Regions from separate parts of the Oryctolagus cuniculus genome. Here regions 2 and 3 are each linked to region 1. Evidence: chromatin contacts called from public Micro-C data. All regions are on one chromosome and are shown on one strand. The core of a region is the stretch at or near the end of the contact, and the rest is flanking DNA. Distances in the headings are between cores, read along the strand shown.

Evidence for each region. Hi-C and Micro-C count contacts between places; a contact is called where the count stands out from the background.
Region 2: a Micro-C map of ear pinna shows a contact between it and region 1, with 2.8 times the contacts expected there. The contact joins the promoter of TMEM179B here to the promoter of TUT1 in region 1. A contact is called at or near these places in 2 of 6 Hi-C or Micro-C datasets (ear pinna and an unstated tissue).
Region 3: a Micro-C map of ear pinna shows a contact between it and region 1, with 3 times the contacts expected there. The contact joins the promoter of WDR74 here to the promoter of TUT1 in region 1. A contact is called at or near these places in 3 of 6 Hi-C or Micro-C datasets (ear pinna, psoas muscle and an unstated tissue).

The regions. Positions count from the first base shown.
Region 1 is chr1:8,961,838-8,966,740 of mOryCun1.1, reverse strand. It overlaps TUT1 (terminal uridylyl transferase 1, U6 snRNA-specific), which reads right to left and starts at 1,725. Exons shown (of 9, transcript XM_008274375.4): 1 at 1,508-1,725; 2 at 61-251. The coding sequence starts at 1,589. It overlaps MTA2 (metastasis associated 1 family member 2), which reads right to left. Exons shown (of 18, transcript XM_002721010.5): 16 at 4,787-4,903; 17 at 4,544-4,692; 18 at 3,496-4,331. The coding sequence ends at 4,166.
Region 2 is chr1:8,800,588-8,805,386 of mOryCun1.1, reverse strand. It overlaps TMEM179B (transmembrane protein 179B), which reads left to right and starts at 1,658. Exons shown (of 6, transcript XR_011386822.1): 1 at 1,658-1,837; 2 at 2,446-2,633; 3 at 2,714-2,848; 4 at 2,956-3,126; 5 at 3,244-3,877; 6 at 3,998-4,166. It overlaps TAF6L (TATA-box binding protein associated factor 6 like), which reads left to right. Exons shown (of 12, transcript XM_008274360.4): 11 at 572-700; 12 at 814-1,651. The coding sequence ends at 1,608. NXF1 (nuclear RNA export factor 1) reads right to left here. Exons shown (of 21, transcript XM_017350545.3): 21 at 4,773-4,799. TMEM223 (transmembrane protein 223) reads right to left here. Exons shown (of 2, transcript XM_002721040.5): 1 at 4,340-4,799; 2 at 3,706-4,063. The coding sequence starts at 4,646. The coding sequence ends at 3,771.
Region 3 is chr1:8,750,066-8,754,667 of mOryCun1.1, reverse strand. It overlaps WDR74 (WD repeat domain 74), which reads right to left and starts at 1,537. Exons shown (of 11, transcript XM_051833192.2): 1 at 1,380-1,537; 2 at 1,201-1,307; 3 at 991-1,112. The coding sequence starts at 1,443. It overlaps LOC127487489 (U2 spliceosomal RNA), which reads right to left and starts at 3,262; the gene lies at 3,072-3,262.

The sequences.
Region 1 (4,903 bases), core at 476-2,975:
GTCCCTCTCGGTATGTGGCACACCTGATTCATTCTTAAACCCTAGAGTCACTCTCTCTACCTTGTCCTTGTCCATGACGATACTGGCCACAGGTCCAAATGCCTGGAAGTACTCAGAGAGCTGAGCAGAATCCACATCCCTGGGAAATCCACTGACAAACACACTTCGAAGTCCCTGGGCCTTTCTGGCAGCTCGTAGTTCTACCAGGTGCCGGTGCTTCCGGCCTCCCAAATGGGCTTCTAAGCTGGGTCCTGCAAGACAAGTGAGAGACACACACATACGATTCACTATCAGCACCTGCCCTCCTGCCTTTGCTCTCTGCCTGTGTAAATCCTACCATCTTTCCAAGCCACAGTGTGGCCTGTGAATAACAAAGCCCCAGCTGCTTTCACAGTTCTCTCTTGTCCATTTGTCTGTATCATGCATCCTTTAAATGGTTTCCAAGGGAACCAGATACATTATCACTAGTTCTTAAACCATATATATGCCAAGGTAAAGCAACACCAGCAAAAGGGAAAAAATAAATAAATAAAAATTGACAGGTAACTCCTTCAGGCCCTATTTAGAAGAACTAATGGCTGAAGGATCCTCCTGGATTGTCTCTGGGCATGTTACAGTGATTGCAAGTGCAGGATCTGAAATCACACGGCTCAAGTTCAAATCCAAGCTGTCAAGCTGAGGCGTTAATGCCTTGCTCATCAGTTTCCCAAGATGTAAAATGGAGACAATAATAGTACCTACTACACGGGTGTTATTCATATGCAGTGCTTGGCAGAGTCTGGTACATGGTAAATGTGGGGGAATAAGCTGCTATGTTTATTATGAATCAGCTGCTTGCTGTCACCGAACCAGGTGGGGCCAGAGAAGACCTGGGTTTCTACCTTGCCTTACTGGACAAACAGTGGTAGTACCATTCACAAAGAAAATGAAGACCTTGTTTAGGTTAGCTCTGACTCATACTTCAGGTACAATTTGAGGTCTCCCGGCGCCCCTTGCGCCATCATACAAGGACGCTGTCTACCTTGCCAACCCCACCTCCTGCCTCTTCCCCACCGGTACCTCTTCTCCAGTTATTCGTGCCATGCTGGTTCGCCCATCCCGCCGTTGGGTGGGTCCCCTCTAGGGCTTCCCAGACTCAATCACCGCCCTGTCTGTGACCCCGCAGCTCTCCAAACATACCTGCGGAGCACTGAGCTCGTCCATCTCTGGGTAGTGAACCACCTCTCCCCACTCACCCACCCCTTAGAGCCCAGCAGAGTACCAGGCACAGGGCAGACGTTCGGGGAAACTTTCGGCGCGATTTCCTATACTGGGAAAGAAGGGTGTAGCGTGGTGGAGCCGTCCCCGGCTCTCTAATTCTCTCGGACGTGCAGAGTGAAAAAGGGGGTGAGCGACCCTACCGCTGACTGCAGAGGAACTATGGTCTACACTACCCTAACTTTGGCTAGGATCCACAGGCAGAAGCCCACCACCACCACCACCACCACCCTCACTAGCCACCGCTTACGGTTGGCTGTAGTAATGTGGCAGAGGCAGCAGCGGAAACCCCCGCGCGGCAGCGATTCGACATCCGAATCCACCGCCGCCATCGCGACCCTCCGGCGCCGACGGAACACCGCCGGATCCGCCTCCGCCACCGCCGGATCCGCTTCGCCGGTTCCCAGCGCGCTCGCAAGCCACTTCCGCCAACCGGATGGGAAGTGACGGTCAATCGCGAGGAGCACACTCCCCCGGAAACCGAGCTCCTTCCACTCCTGGTTCCGTTTCCAGTCCGGGGTGGGGAAAAAGCCGCCCGGCGACGACGCTCATCGGCAGGCGGTAAGCCGATTGGCGAGCTCCGAGCTACTCAGGCGTTGATTGGCCCAAAGGATCGTGAATATTCAAAACAGCAGCCACAAAGGTAGGCGGCGGCTTGCGTCAGGCTGGCTCCCCGACCGGCGGCCAGTCGCCTCTTGGCCAGTGGTCGCGGGCCGGCTGCGCCGCGCGCTTCTCCACCGGGCAGTAGCAGAGACTCCCGCAGCTGTCCCCTCAGTCCCGTCTTTACCTCCGCTGACTCCAGGGCTGTCCCAAGACTGCCAGCCCCTTCAGGGCCTTTCTTCTCTCCCTCCACCCCGGCTCCTCCCGCAAAACGAAGGTCCCACGACTGCTTTCTAGCCCCGGTTGAGGGGCTCCGCCCGCACTGGACACTTTCCGGACTCCGCGAACCGACGGCCAGATCGCTGCGGTCCCAGCGAGCCGGGCTTGCTCCTTGCGCCGTTAGTGGGCTGTGTGCAGGGTGCTCAGGAGGCGTCAGAGCCCACTTCGGAAGTGGGACAGAACCGACTAGGGCGGCAGCTGAGTAAGGACGCTGGAGGACAAAAGACCCCTGAACAGAACAGGGGTCGGTCCACTCAGCACCAGGAGGTGTAAGCCCAAGACAGCCAGGGAAGGAGGGAGCTGCGGACGCCCTAAGGACAGGGACCACGAGGTGGAGAGGACTACCAGATGGGCTAAGCAGGGGCCGGTGCTGTGGCCTAGCGGCAGCGCCAACATCCCATATGGGCAGCTCCCTGCTAATGTGCCTGGGAAAGCAGCAGAGGATGGTCCAAGTGCTTGGACTCCTGCACCCACGTGGGAGACCCGGGGGAATCTCCAGGCTCCTGGCTTCAGCCTGGAACAGGCCCTGTCATTGCAGCCAATTAGGGAGTGAACCAGCAGAAGGAAGATCACTCGCTCTCCCTCTCTGAAACTCTGCCTTTCAAGTAAATAAAATAAATCTTAAAAAAATAAAAAAATAAAAAAAAAAGAGCTAAGCAGCTTGTGCTGTGCTTAACAGCCTGCAGCTCTGCATCCGTAAAAAGTAGTGACCCTGAGCAAGTCCCAACTACTGAGGCTGTTCTGCATCTCTAAGGGAAGTGTCCAAGGAGCACATAGTAGGCGCAACTTCTTGTTCTCTCTCCTAAGGTGTTGCTGCTGTTGGGCCCCAGGTGTCTGTCTTCCAAACCATAAAAGGACAGGAAACACCACGACAGTGGACCCTGACACCCAAGCAGCTGGGGAGGCTGGACTTGAGGATCTGGAAACAGCAGCTATGCAAATAGACCACACAGAAAGGATAGGATTCTGCTAACCACCCCCCACAGCTTACCCTGGCTGGGGGCAACTCCTAAGGATGAGGGGAGTAAGAATTCAGAAGTAGAGGGAGAAGCACCCTTGTGCCCCCTCCTATGGAGGCCACCAGCCACCCAGAAAGCCAGCTCTTCCCAACTGTTTTGAGTGGATCTGGGCCAAGATGGTGCTTGGGTTCCAGCCCACTGGGAGCTGGGGTGCAGTCTGGTCCCCACAAGAAGGGTAGCCAGAAGAGGCTACCTCAGTCCAGGCTGGGTATCTCATATAGCTGGTCCCAGGGCAAACACCATCTGTATCTCATTAATTGTCCTTTATTTTCCTTCTCAAAGATACCCACCAACACACACACACCCACCCATGGCAGAGAACAGCTGAGCCAGGAAGAGCTGAAGAAAACAGCTTTTTATTTGTTACTATAAGAACCAATTACAGAATCCAAGGTTAAAAAAATGGACAAAAGATCTTTATTTCTGAGAATTGGCATACAAAAGGCGGAGGGGGGAGGGGGGAAGGAAAGAGCAAGCATGGGCTGAGGTTGATGCCAGCTTTGGGGCTTCAAACTCCAATTAGGAAAGTCCGGACACCGGACAGGAAGAGAAACCCCCAATTAGGAAAAAAAAAAAAAAAAGATAGACATGGCAGTGCACGCCCCCCTCCCGCAACCAGGTATCACCACCTGATACATGTTTACTCTTCCCCTCCCCCATCCCTTTCACAAAGGGAGGCAAAATTTTTAAAAAATTAAAAAACCCTCCCCCCAAACCTGTCCAAGACAACTGTGGGTCCTATCCCCCAAAACAGGCTAGGATCCCACATGGGCCAAGTCCCTGCGTGGGCCCTCCATCACCAAGCATGGAGAAGCACCGGAAGGGGACAAGTCATGAGGTGCTAACACCAGAGGGCGCTCAACCCCTCGGGGACACACACTCACTTGCTCCTTCCATCCCCTCCTCCCTCCCTCCCTCCCTCCTCACTCCTTTTGATTCTAAAGGAGGGAGGTTTGGGTGCCCTGGGCACCCCCTCTACCTCTCAGCCCACCTCCCTTTCCCACAGACGCTCAGTCCTCCAGAACAATGGGCTCATTGGTGCTGGCAGGATGTGAGGGTGCAGGTAGAGAAACAGGAGGCCGAACTGCAATCAGCGTTGGCTTCACCTTCAGGGGCAAGTTGGGCCTGCGGGCAGCTCGCCGCATTTCCAAGTGAGTCAGAGCCTTCCTCAAAGCTCTGGCCAGAGAAAGAGAACAGAAAGGGTGTAAGACTGCCAGGTGAAAAGCCCACCTTCCACACTGCAGTGCTGCCTCCCGGCCCATCCCTCTCTGGCATCCCCACCCTGCTCCCACCATCTTCATGGAGCCGGTGTGGCTCAGATGGCTCTGGTTCCCACTTCCAGCATCCTGGACTGTCCCCTCGCAGCTCCTCCCACAGTGAATACCTACCTGGTATCTTTCGTGGCCACAAACACCACAGGATTGGGGGCATCCGCGGGGTTTAGTTTCTGACGCTTGGCTGCTGGCTGTGAGCTTGAGCGAATCCCTGAAGCCAGAGGCCTTCCATTGGCAGAGAAGGGTACCCCTGCCCCCGCCATCTGAAAAAGGGTGGGGTGGCACAGTGAGGCAGGGGACCCTCTCAGAGACAAAAGCCCACCCACCTCAGCGTGGCCCACCGGTCTGCCAACTCACAGTCTCATAGGCCCGTTTCACCATGATGCCCCCCAGTCCCCGGTTCTGGGTCAGCTGGTTTCTGTTGATCGGTGTCTTGGTGCCCCGAGGTGTTTTTGGTTTCAAAGGCGCCTGGGC
Region 2 (4,799 bases), core at 409-2,908, 160 kb after region 1:
TCTGGGTCTCCCTGATGAGTGGCAGGGGCCCTCACCTGCTACTTCCCAAGATGCATTAGCAGGATGCTGGATGGGGAGCAGAGGAACTGGCAGTAGTCCACCAGCGTCTGGAAGCAGAGGAACTAGTCCAGTGTGGGATGCTGGTGTCCCAGTGGCGGCTCAACCCACTGCGTGACAACACCCCCTCCCACACACACACCCTCCCACACACACACCCTGTTTACTTTTGAGGGATGTTCTTGCTTACTGATTGATCTGAGTAGCAGTTTGCAAACTATGGATTTATGGTGTTAGCAGTGGGTATACTTATGTGTTCTTAGCCCTTGGCACACAAGGCAATGATAGTGGGGTCCTTTTATATTGTCTTTATATCATATCTCTACCTCCAGTGCTTAGTCTTAGGAAAAGTAGGTTCCAAAAAAAATGGCTGCACATACCAATAAAGGAATCTAGTAGGACGGCTGCGCCCTGTCTAGATCAGAGGTTAAAGCAGGCCTTTCAATGGGAAAGGGTACTTGAGAGGCAGTAAGCCACGGAGAGGTGCTTACTGCATTCCTCCTTCCCCTTCCAGGCAGTGGAGCGAGTGCTGTACCCACACCTGTCCACTTACTGGACAAACCTGCAGGCTGTGCTGGACGATTATTCGGTGTCCAACGCTCAGGTCAAAGCAGATGGGCACAAAGTCTACGGAGCCATTCTGGTGAGTGCCAGGCTGTCCCAGCTGCCTTCCCTGCAAAGCCCAGCGGACTCGCTTCGGAGTACGTGATGGGGCCCAGGCGGCCTAGTTCTTGTCTTAGTCCCCTGCTCTTTCAGGTGGCTGTAGAGCGGCTGCTGAAGATGAAGGCCCAGGCGGCGGAGCCCAGCAGGGGCGGCTCCGGCGGCAGGGGCGGCCCCAGCGGCAGGGGCGGCCGGCGCCCGGACGACCTGCCCTGGGACAGCCTGCTCCTGCAGGGCTCTCCCTCCGGCGCTGGTGCGGAGCCAGGCTTCGGGTCTGGCCTCTCGCTGCCGCCAGGGGGCGCGGGGCCGGACGACCCTTCTCCTTCGGTGACCCTGGCCGACATCTACCGGGAGCTCTACGCCTTCTTCGGTGACAGCTTGGCCACTCGCTTCGGCACCGGCCAGCCCGCGCCCACGGCCCCGCGGCCGCCCGGGGACAAGAAGGAGCCAGCGGCCGCCCCGGACTCTGTGCGGAAGATGCCGCAGCTGACCGCCAGCGCCGTGGTTAGCCCCCAGGGCGACGAGAGCCCCCGGGGCGGCGGAGGCGGCGCTCCGTCGGCCCCGGCGCCCGCCGCCTCCGAGAACAGGCCGCTGCCGCGCGTGCACCGGGCGCGAGGGGCGCCCCGGCAGCAGGGCCCCGGCGCGGGCACCCGCGACGTCTTCCAGAAGAGCCGTTTCGCCCCGCGCGGCGCCCCGCACTTTCGGTTCATCATCGCCGGGCGGCAGGCCGGGAGGCGCTGCCGGGGGCGCCTCTTCCAGACTGCCTTTCCCGCGCCGTACGGGCCCAGCCCGGCCTCCCGCTACGTGCAGAAGCTGCCCATGATCGGCCGCACCGGCCGGCCGGCCCGCCGCTGGGCGCTGTCGGACTACTCGCTGTACCTGCCCCTCTGAGGGGAGCCGCCCCCGATCGGGTGAATAAAGCCCGCGCCCGGAAGTGACGTCTCCGCGCTCGTGGGTCGCGCCGGATGGGGCGGGGCTTGGGCGGTTGGTTCCCGCGGCGGCGCTCGCTGGTGGCTGGGGCGCCATGGCGCTGCGGTGTCTGCAGCGCGTCGAGCTCGTGCTCTTCGCTGCCGCCTTCCTGTGCGGGGCGGTGGCGGCCGCGGCGCTAACCCGGACCCAGGTGCGGTTGCGGGATGGGACCCGCGTTGGCGTTGGGACGGGAAGGCTCGGGGGCTTGGCGGCCCGGTGCGCGCTGGCCTGCGACGTCCGCCGGCTGGGTCCTGCCTCGGAGTCGCTCCCTGAACCGCGGGAGCGCATTACTGGACCGGATGGGGCCTAGTGGCTCCCGCTGCGCCACTCTGCTCAGGCCCCGCGCGAGCTGTTTGTGTTGTGTGGGCTCTGCCGAGAAGTAAAGCGTAGTGTAGCGGAGATGAAGAAACAGCCACGATTGCATCACTGTGACGAAGTGGGGATGTGGAACGGAGGCAGCAGCAGAAGCGAGCGATAACGCGGGCGAACTTAACCCCTAGAAGGTGGGCACCAGTGTGCCTGTTTACTGACCAGAGACAGCACCGGAGATGGGTGCACTAGGATTCCTTCACAGAAGGGAAACCGGGATCTGCAGCCCATAGTGCTCCGCAGGCACCGCCCGTTTCCCGATCCTGTTGGCCAGCCAGGGCAGGCAGGGCTCCTCAGCCTCCCCGCCCCAGGAACAGGAACCCACACAGCACAGGTGACTTCCTCGAGGGGCCCTGGCCTAACCTCACCCTAAGCAGCTTCTCTCCGCAGGGCTCCTTCAGTGGCAGGTGTCCCCTGTACGGTGTGGCCGCCCTGAATGGCTCCTCCCTGGCCCTAGCCCGCCCCTCAGCCCCATCCCTCTGCTACTTTGTGGCTGGGGCCTCGGGCCTCCTGGCTCTCTACTGCCTCCTGCTCCTGCTCTTCTGGGTCTACAGCAGCTGCATCGAGGACTCCAGCAGGTGACTGTCCCACCTTGAGGGCCAGGGGCTACGGTGGGGGCGAGTTCCTGCTCACTACAAGCCTGTTCTCTCTCGGATAGGGGTCCTCTAGGGCTCCGCGTTGCACTGGCCGTCTCAGCTGTTGCCGTCTTCCTCATCTTAGTGTCTGCCTGTGTCCTTCGCTTTGGCACCAACTCTCTCTGCAACTCCATCAGCTCCCTGAACAAAACAATTAGGTAACGGGCAAGGGCGGGATGTCTGGCCGGGGCTACCTTCCCTCATCAGTCGCTAATCCTAGGGCACCTGGGCACAGCTGTGCTTAGCGTTCATCCTTTTCTCACAGCTGCTCTGGAGCCCAGAAAATCCCGTGGACACCCCCTGGAACCGCTCTGCAGTTTTACTCCAACCTACACAACGCTGAAGTGAGACTCACGGACATGCCCAGATACTCATACGAGTACTGTAGCTGCAAGGGTGTTTGCACTCAGCATACTATGAGTAGCTTGGCCTACCAGTGAGCACCTGAAGAGAGCTGAGGAGCTGTCAGTGTGACACTGAACAGCTAAGGGTGGTATGTGGGTGGGAAAGGCTGGATCTGCAGCGACTGCTCATCCTCTCCTGTCTCCCACAGACGTCTTCCTGGGTGAATCTGGTCTTGTGGTGTGTGGTCTTGGTGCTCCAGGTCGTGCAGTGCAAGTCTGAAGCCGCCCCATACCGGCCTCTGGAAAGGGGTGACCCTGAGTGGAGCACTGAGACAGATGCTCTGGTTGGGCCACGCCCTTTCCATTCCTGAAGAGTAACTGAAGAACACCTCCTACAGCCAAAGACGCCGTGCCCAAGTGCCTGCAATCCTCTTGCCCCTTGCGTGGTCCTATTTATATCGGGAGCCTACAGACTGCCCCTCCCCAACCACGTTCTTACAGCTGTTTTTGTACCAAAATATTATATGACTTTCTTCATCTGGTATAAAATTCTTGATGTTAAGCAAGTAGCTGGGAGGGAGGCTTGAAACAGGGACCAGGGAGTTGTCTTTGGATGACTCCTCCCCTTTGTTTGCTGTCAGTGAATCTTGGGCACATTTGCACACACCTGGTGTCACTCCATCTCAAAGATTTCTTTTTATTCCCCTCTGGGAGGGGTGAGTGACCTAAAGTTTCTTTACAAGCTCCGGTAGGCACCCACAGTGTTGTCAAAGAGCTGAGTGTTGGGGAAGTGTCCAGCCTTGTCCAGGAGGAAGTAGAAGCGCCTGCCTTTGACCTTCAGAGGTAACACAGCAGGGACTTCACCCCGGTGGGCCATGCAGGAGACCTGGTTCAAGGGGACAGTGATGTGGGCCCCCCAGCCAAAGGGGGCATGAGTGGTGAGTGTCACCTGCTGCCCTCCAGCCCGAAGCATCACTGAACGCACAGACCGGAGAGAGAAAAGAAGACCGGCAGCAAGCACCAGGGTTCCTGTGGGAACAGCAAAGACTGGGGTGAGCGGTTTTCACTGGAAGGCCGAGCACCAGTCCTTCCGGTGCCTCCTGAATAAAAGCATTGTGATGACGTTCACGGACCTCGGCTTAGTTATTCTGTCAACACCTGAGTAGACGTCCATCCCCGTTTTAGAAGGGAGATGGGTGCAGAGGGTGCTCTAGGGGAGACCTCTGCCTCTCCAGCCCATCCGGGAAGGCTGAGTTCCCTGCTGAGCAGAGAGGGTCGTGCAACGTGGTGGGAAGCCAGACTTACCGATGGCGCCACAGCCGACGGCGAGCCCATACCGCCAGAGGGCGGAACGCAGGTCCCAGCGGCTAGGAGCTGCATCCCGAGGCTGCGCTGGGACTGGGGGTCGGGAAAAGACGGCCACGCTCAGGGAAGCCCAGAAGACGCCCTGGCCCGCACAGAACAGCCCGAGGATAGTGAAGAAGCGGCCCCGTTCATGCTGGAAGAGGAGCACGTCCCGCGGTGGGGTCGCACTGTACAGGGACCGATGCAGGAACACAGGCGGCTGCGCACGGAGAAGCCCAAAGACACACCGCGAGCAGGGCGCCGCCATGGTCTGTGCCGGCCCACTTCCGGGGCGGGACTTCCTGCCGTAAGCCCGCCTCCAGCCCTGGAAATTCACAGCCGTGGGAGCCCCCTCTAGGCAGAAGCCAAACAATCCCGCACGCAGGACACAAAATACAACTGTCACTCTTTATCTTAAAAA
Region 3 (4,602 bases), core at 288-2,787, 210 kb after region 1:
AGCCCTTTACATTTAGTTTCAAGAGACTACCACACCCATCTATGTCAAACTGCTCCCTGTGGCCAGCACTGTGGTGCAGTGGGTTCAGCCAGTGCCTGTGCCACCAGCCTTCCATCCGAGCGCTGGTTCGAGTACCAGCTGCTCTACTTCCAATCCAGCTCCCTGCTAATGCAGCTGGGAAAGCACTGGAAGAGGTTCCAGGTGTTTGAGTCCCCGTCACCCAGGAAGACCTGGAAGGAGGTCTGGGCCCTCATGGCTACTAGGGGAGTAAACCAACTGAGGGAAGATTTCTATGTCTCCATGTAACTCTACCTTTCAAGTAATAAACCATCAAAAGCTAAGTAAAATAAACTGCTTCTTTAACTTTCAACCTCCTAATGACATTTATCTCATGTATGGATCCTGCAGCCTGCCACCAGTCCTCGGGCTCGGCCCAGGCAGTACCCTTCCTCTAGAATGCCCTCCACCCTTTGTGAACTTGCAAAACTGTACCTATTCTTCAAGATGTAGCTCAAAATCCTGTCCCCCGCGTAGCCCTTGCAGACCTCCCTGTCAGCATTAACCCCACCAAATCTACGCAGCCTGTCCATGCACGGCTTGCTTTCATCACCTTTTGGAGAAGAGATGGGTCAGTAACCCAGTCACCAGCACCTTCGTTTCCTTTCCTTTGGGCTCCTCACCGCCTTGGTGGTTGTCAGTGCCCACTAAAAGCATGCTCGAAATGACTAAAGGTCTGTCCGCGAGGTTATAATGGAGCCCGAAGGAAAATCCTGGAGGATGCGAACTTAGGAGGCAGAAACGTCACCTGCAGTCCTTGCATCCTGCCCAGTGCCTGAAACTTAGCAGGTGTTCAGTAGACGTATACAGTTACAGGAACTGAACGAAGGAGGAATCCAGCCCGTTACCCACCCCAGGCTCTCGTCCGCCGTCCCCCAGGCAGCCTCAACACGCCCCCCAGGACCTGAGTTTCAGCAAGAAGACTGGTCTTACTCGTCGGCCCGGGCGAGGCCCCGGAACGCGCCCTCCCCGCCGGGGCAGTGCCTCTGTCCCTGGAATACTCCTTCCTCGGTACCGAAGCGCTTCACCGTCCCGTCCGCGCACCCCACCAGGATCTGTGTGCAGAGGAGGGCGGGGAGTCAAGGAGGGCGAGGCTGCTGCACCTCGGCTCCCCAGGCTCCAGTCCGGCCCGCGGCGACTCACTTGGGTCTCGCCGCCCGCGCCCCAGCACAGGACGCTCACTGCCTCCTCGCGCCGCGGCTGTCCCGCGGCCGTGAAGTTCGTCGCCTGTTTTCGCTGAAGGTTCACCCCTGCGGGACGAGGACGTCAGTCGCACGAGCAGGCGACACCCGCAGTCCGCGACCCCCGACCCCAACACCCACCTTTCAGGATCCCAGTCTCGGTGCCGACCCACACATGGTTCCAACGAGCCACCGCAGCCGCCATGACAGAGCCGGGAAGCTGTCGGGTCGCACTTCCGGCGCGGTGCTTGCGTCACCAGAGCGCGCCCGGTGTCATCCGTCTTCCTGCGGTGGCCGGCAGCTTAAAGCGCTTCCGGAAGCAGGAGGTGTATGGAAATCGGGAGAGGAATTTGGACTTTTTGCACTTGTAGTGGAACGCATCGTCACTGATGGCGATGCCGGGGGCAGCCAGCCCAAGCCCAACTCCGTGCCCCGTCAACTAATACTACGTGTTCCGTTCTGTTAGACAAGAGCCACCGCAGAAACCATTGAAATCATTAAGGTGCGTAAGTGGCTTCATTTATGAGCGTAAACAAAACAAAAAAGGCGGGAAAAGTGAAGCCGAGGGCCCTGAGACAGCTCTGTCGCACAGTGGAGTTAGTTCCTCTCATCCAGGCTCCGTAATGCTAAAAATCAGCTCAAATTTGGAACAGAAGCAGATTCCCCCCAGGATACACTGCAGTACGTCCTTAGCGACCGAGCGGCTCCCTCGAGGGACGACGCTTAAACGTGGCTCTGAAATCGGTTACCCCCAACTTTGCTGTTTGGGTGAGGCATCCCATGCTTGAGAAGCAAGCTTAGCTTCCAGTCCGACTCCAGCGCTCAGCGAGTAAAAGCCACGGCCTGCAGTGCGCCAGGCCCGCATCCCGAATGGGCCCCGCTCGGAGGCCCAGGTCCCTGCTGATGCGCCCAGCAGGCAGCGGAGGCTGGTCCGAGTGCCTGGGACGCTGCACCAACCTGGGAGACCGGGAGGAGCTCCTGGTTTCGGCCTGGTCCAGCCTCGGTCGTTGGGCTACTGAGGAGTGAGCCAGCAGATGGAAGGTCTCTGTTTCTCAAATGTTTAAAAAAGTACCTGGCTCCTGCCTTCGGATCAGCGCAGTGTGCCGGCCGCGGCGGCCATTGGAGGGTGAACCAACGGCAAAGGAAGACCTTCCTCTCTGTCTCTCTCTCACTGTCCACTCTGCCTGTCAAAAAAAAAAAAAAGAGAGAGAGAGAGATTACTTATTTGAAAGAATTACATAAGAGAAAGCCATCTGTGGTCCGCTGTCTCACTCCCCAAATGGCTCCAAGGCTGGGCCGACCTAGAATTAAATAGGAGGGGCCGGTGCTCTGGGCGCTGGTTCGAGACCCGGGTGCTCCACTTTCGATCCAGCTCTCTGCTATGGCCTGGGAAAGCAGTAGAAGGTGGACCAATTGCTTGGGCCTCTGCACCCGCATGGGAGACCCGGAAGAAGATCCAGGCTTCGCTTCGGCGCAGCTCTGGCCATCACAGCCAACTGGGGAGTGACCCAGCGGATAGAAGACCTCTCTCTCCCTGCCTGTCCTCTCTCTGTAACTCTGACTTTCGAATAAATGATAAATATGTAAGAAATAATTAAATAGGAGCCAGCAGCTTCTTGGTGCTCTCCCACGGGGTTGGCAAGGGCCCAAGTACTTTGGCACCTAACACTGGTATCCGCGACTCATTAGCGAAGAAGACTGCACTACTGTGTTTCGGGATGTGTCAGAGCGGTGCACCCGAGTGCCAAAACACGGCATTCACTTCAAAATCCAGAAAATACTAGAAATCGCAGAAGCTCTAGGTCTAATATTTCACCAATATTGTTCCCCCAAAGGGGGTGCACCGCTCCTGGAAGTACTGCAATACCAGGCCGATGCGTGGAGTGGACGGAGCAAGCTCCTATTCCATCTCCTAGTCCCAAAAATCCATTTAATATATTGTCCTCGGATAGAGGACGTATCAGATATTAAACTGATAAGAACAGATACTACACTTGATCTTAGCCAAAAGGCCGAGAAGCGATACTGTGGTAACCGATTGCTAGGCAGCCCTACCTTTCCTGCAACTAATTCAGTTGTGATGATTTTCGTAGCGAAAAGATTAAATTATATTTTGCTACGGAGTCTCTTAAAATAAAATTTTCATTACTTTTGACTCATAACAGGAACGATATGTTTGAAAAAAGACATTAAATAAAGTCCTTTATCGCTTCGCCAGCGGGTTTGCTGCTCAGATTATTTTGCATATCCCCGCCCCCTCCGCGTTTTTACATTCTCGGGATTGGTCGTCATGCCAGTCGCGACTTCATTGCGCGCATGTAGCCTTTTTCTCCCAGATGGTGGCGTTGGTCTCCCCAGGGGCGCCCGGCGGCGCGCCCTATGGCGCGGCCCCTCTCCCGGGATCTGTAAGCTCCGCACCGGAGCACGGGCTGGGATCCCCGCTCGCCACTTCCTGACTTGGTGACCTGGGCCTTGTTTCTTGGGCTCTTGGGCTCTGCTGAGTGGGGGTTGGAGCACGGGCTCTCAGGGGGTTGTCAGAACTGAGGACCCCGGGGCAAGGCGTCCGCCTCCGCCGGCCCAGAGCTGCCTGGGGAGCTGCGCCTTGTGCCGGACCCGTCTCTTCCCAGGGCACCCGCCGCCGACCTGGAGCTCCCGCCCCGACCCCGCCCCTGGCTGCCGTGCAGGTCACAAAGCGAGAGAGGTCCCGAGTTCTTAGAGGCCAGACCAGAGGTGCCAGACAGGAGGGGAGGGCCCAGCCGCGACGTCCCCGACCCTGGAGCCCCCTAACTCAGCGCTGGGCTTGGATGAGGGATGCAAGCGTAGGTACACTTCATTGAAGCAGTTTTCAAAAAATCACTCAAAAGCAAAGCTTAGTTGTTTGCAGAGGGTTAATATCAAGCCCGCCGGGGCTCAGAAAGGACTTCAGGCCCTGTTCCCTTGGAAACTGAATTCATATACATGTGGAGCTCAGCCTCGCTTGGAAATGGAGATCCTGTCGTGTAGAGCCCCATCTGCGAGTTCACTTCCCAAAAGCTTGGCATGGCCAGGATTTGTCAGACAGAAGCCAGGAGCCCAGAACTCAATCCAAGTCTCCCGCGTGACTGGCAGGGACCCAAGTACTTGAGCCATCATCCATCACTGGCTGCCTTCCAGGACGCACGCTGGGAAGCTGGGACTGAACCAGACACTCCAACATAGGAGGCTGGCTCCTAAGAGGATGCCTAACCCGCTGGTCCCCAGCACCTGCCTGGTGTGCAAACTTATACTTCTTGACACCAGCAACCTGAAAGTGTAGATTATCAGACACTTTGCAGTTGCAGTCCTATCGTGAGAACCTGGCCCCTCATAACCTCTCATCCTTGCC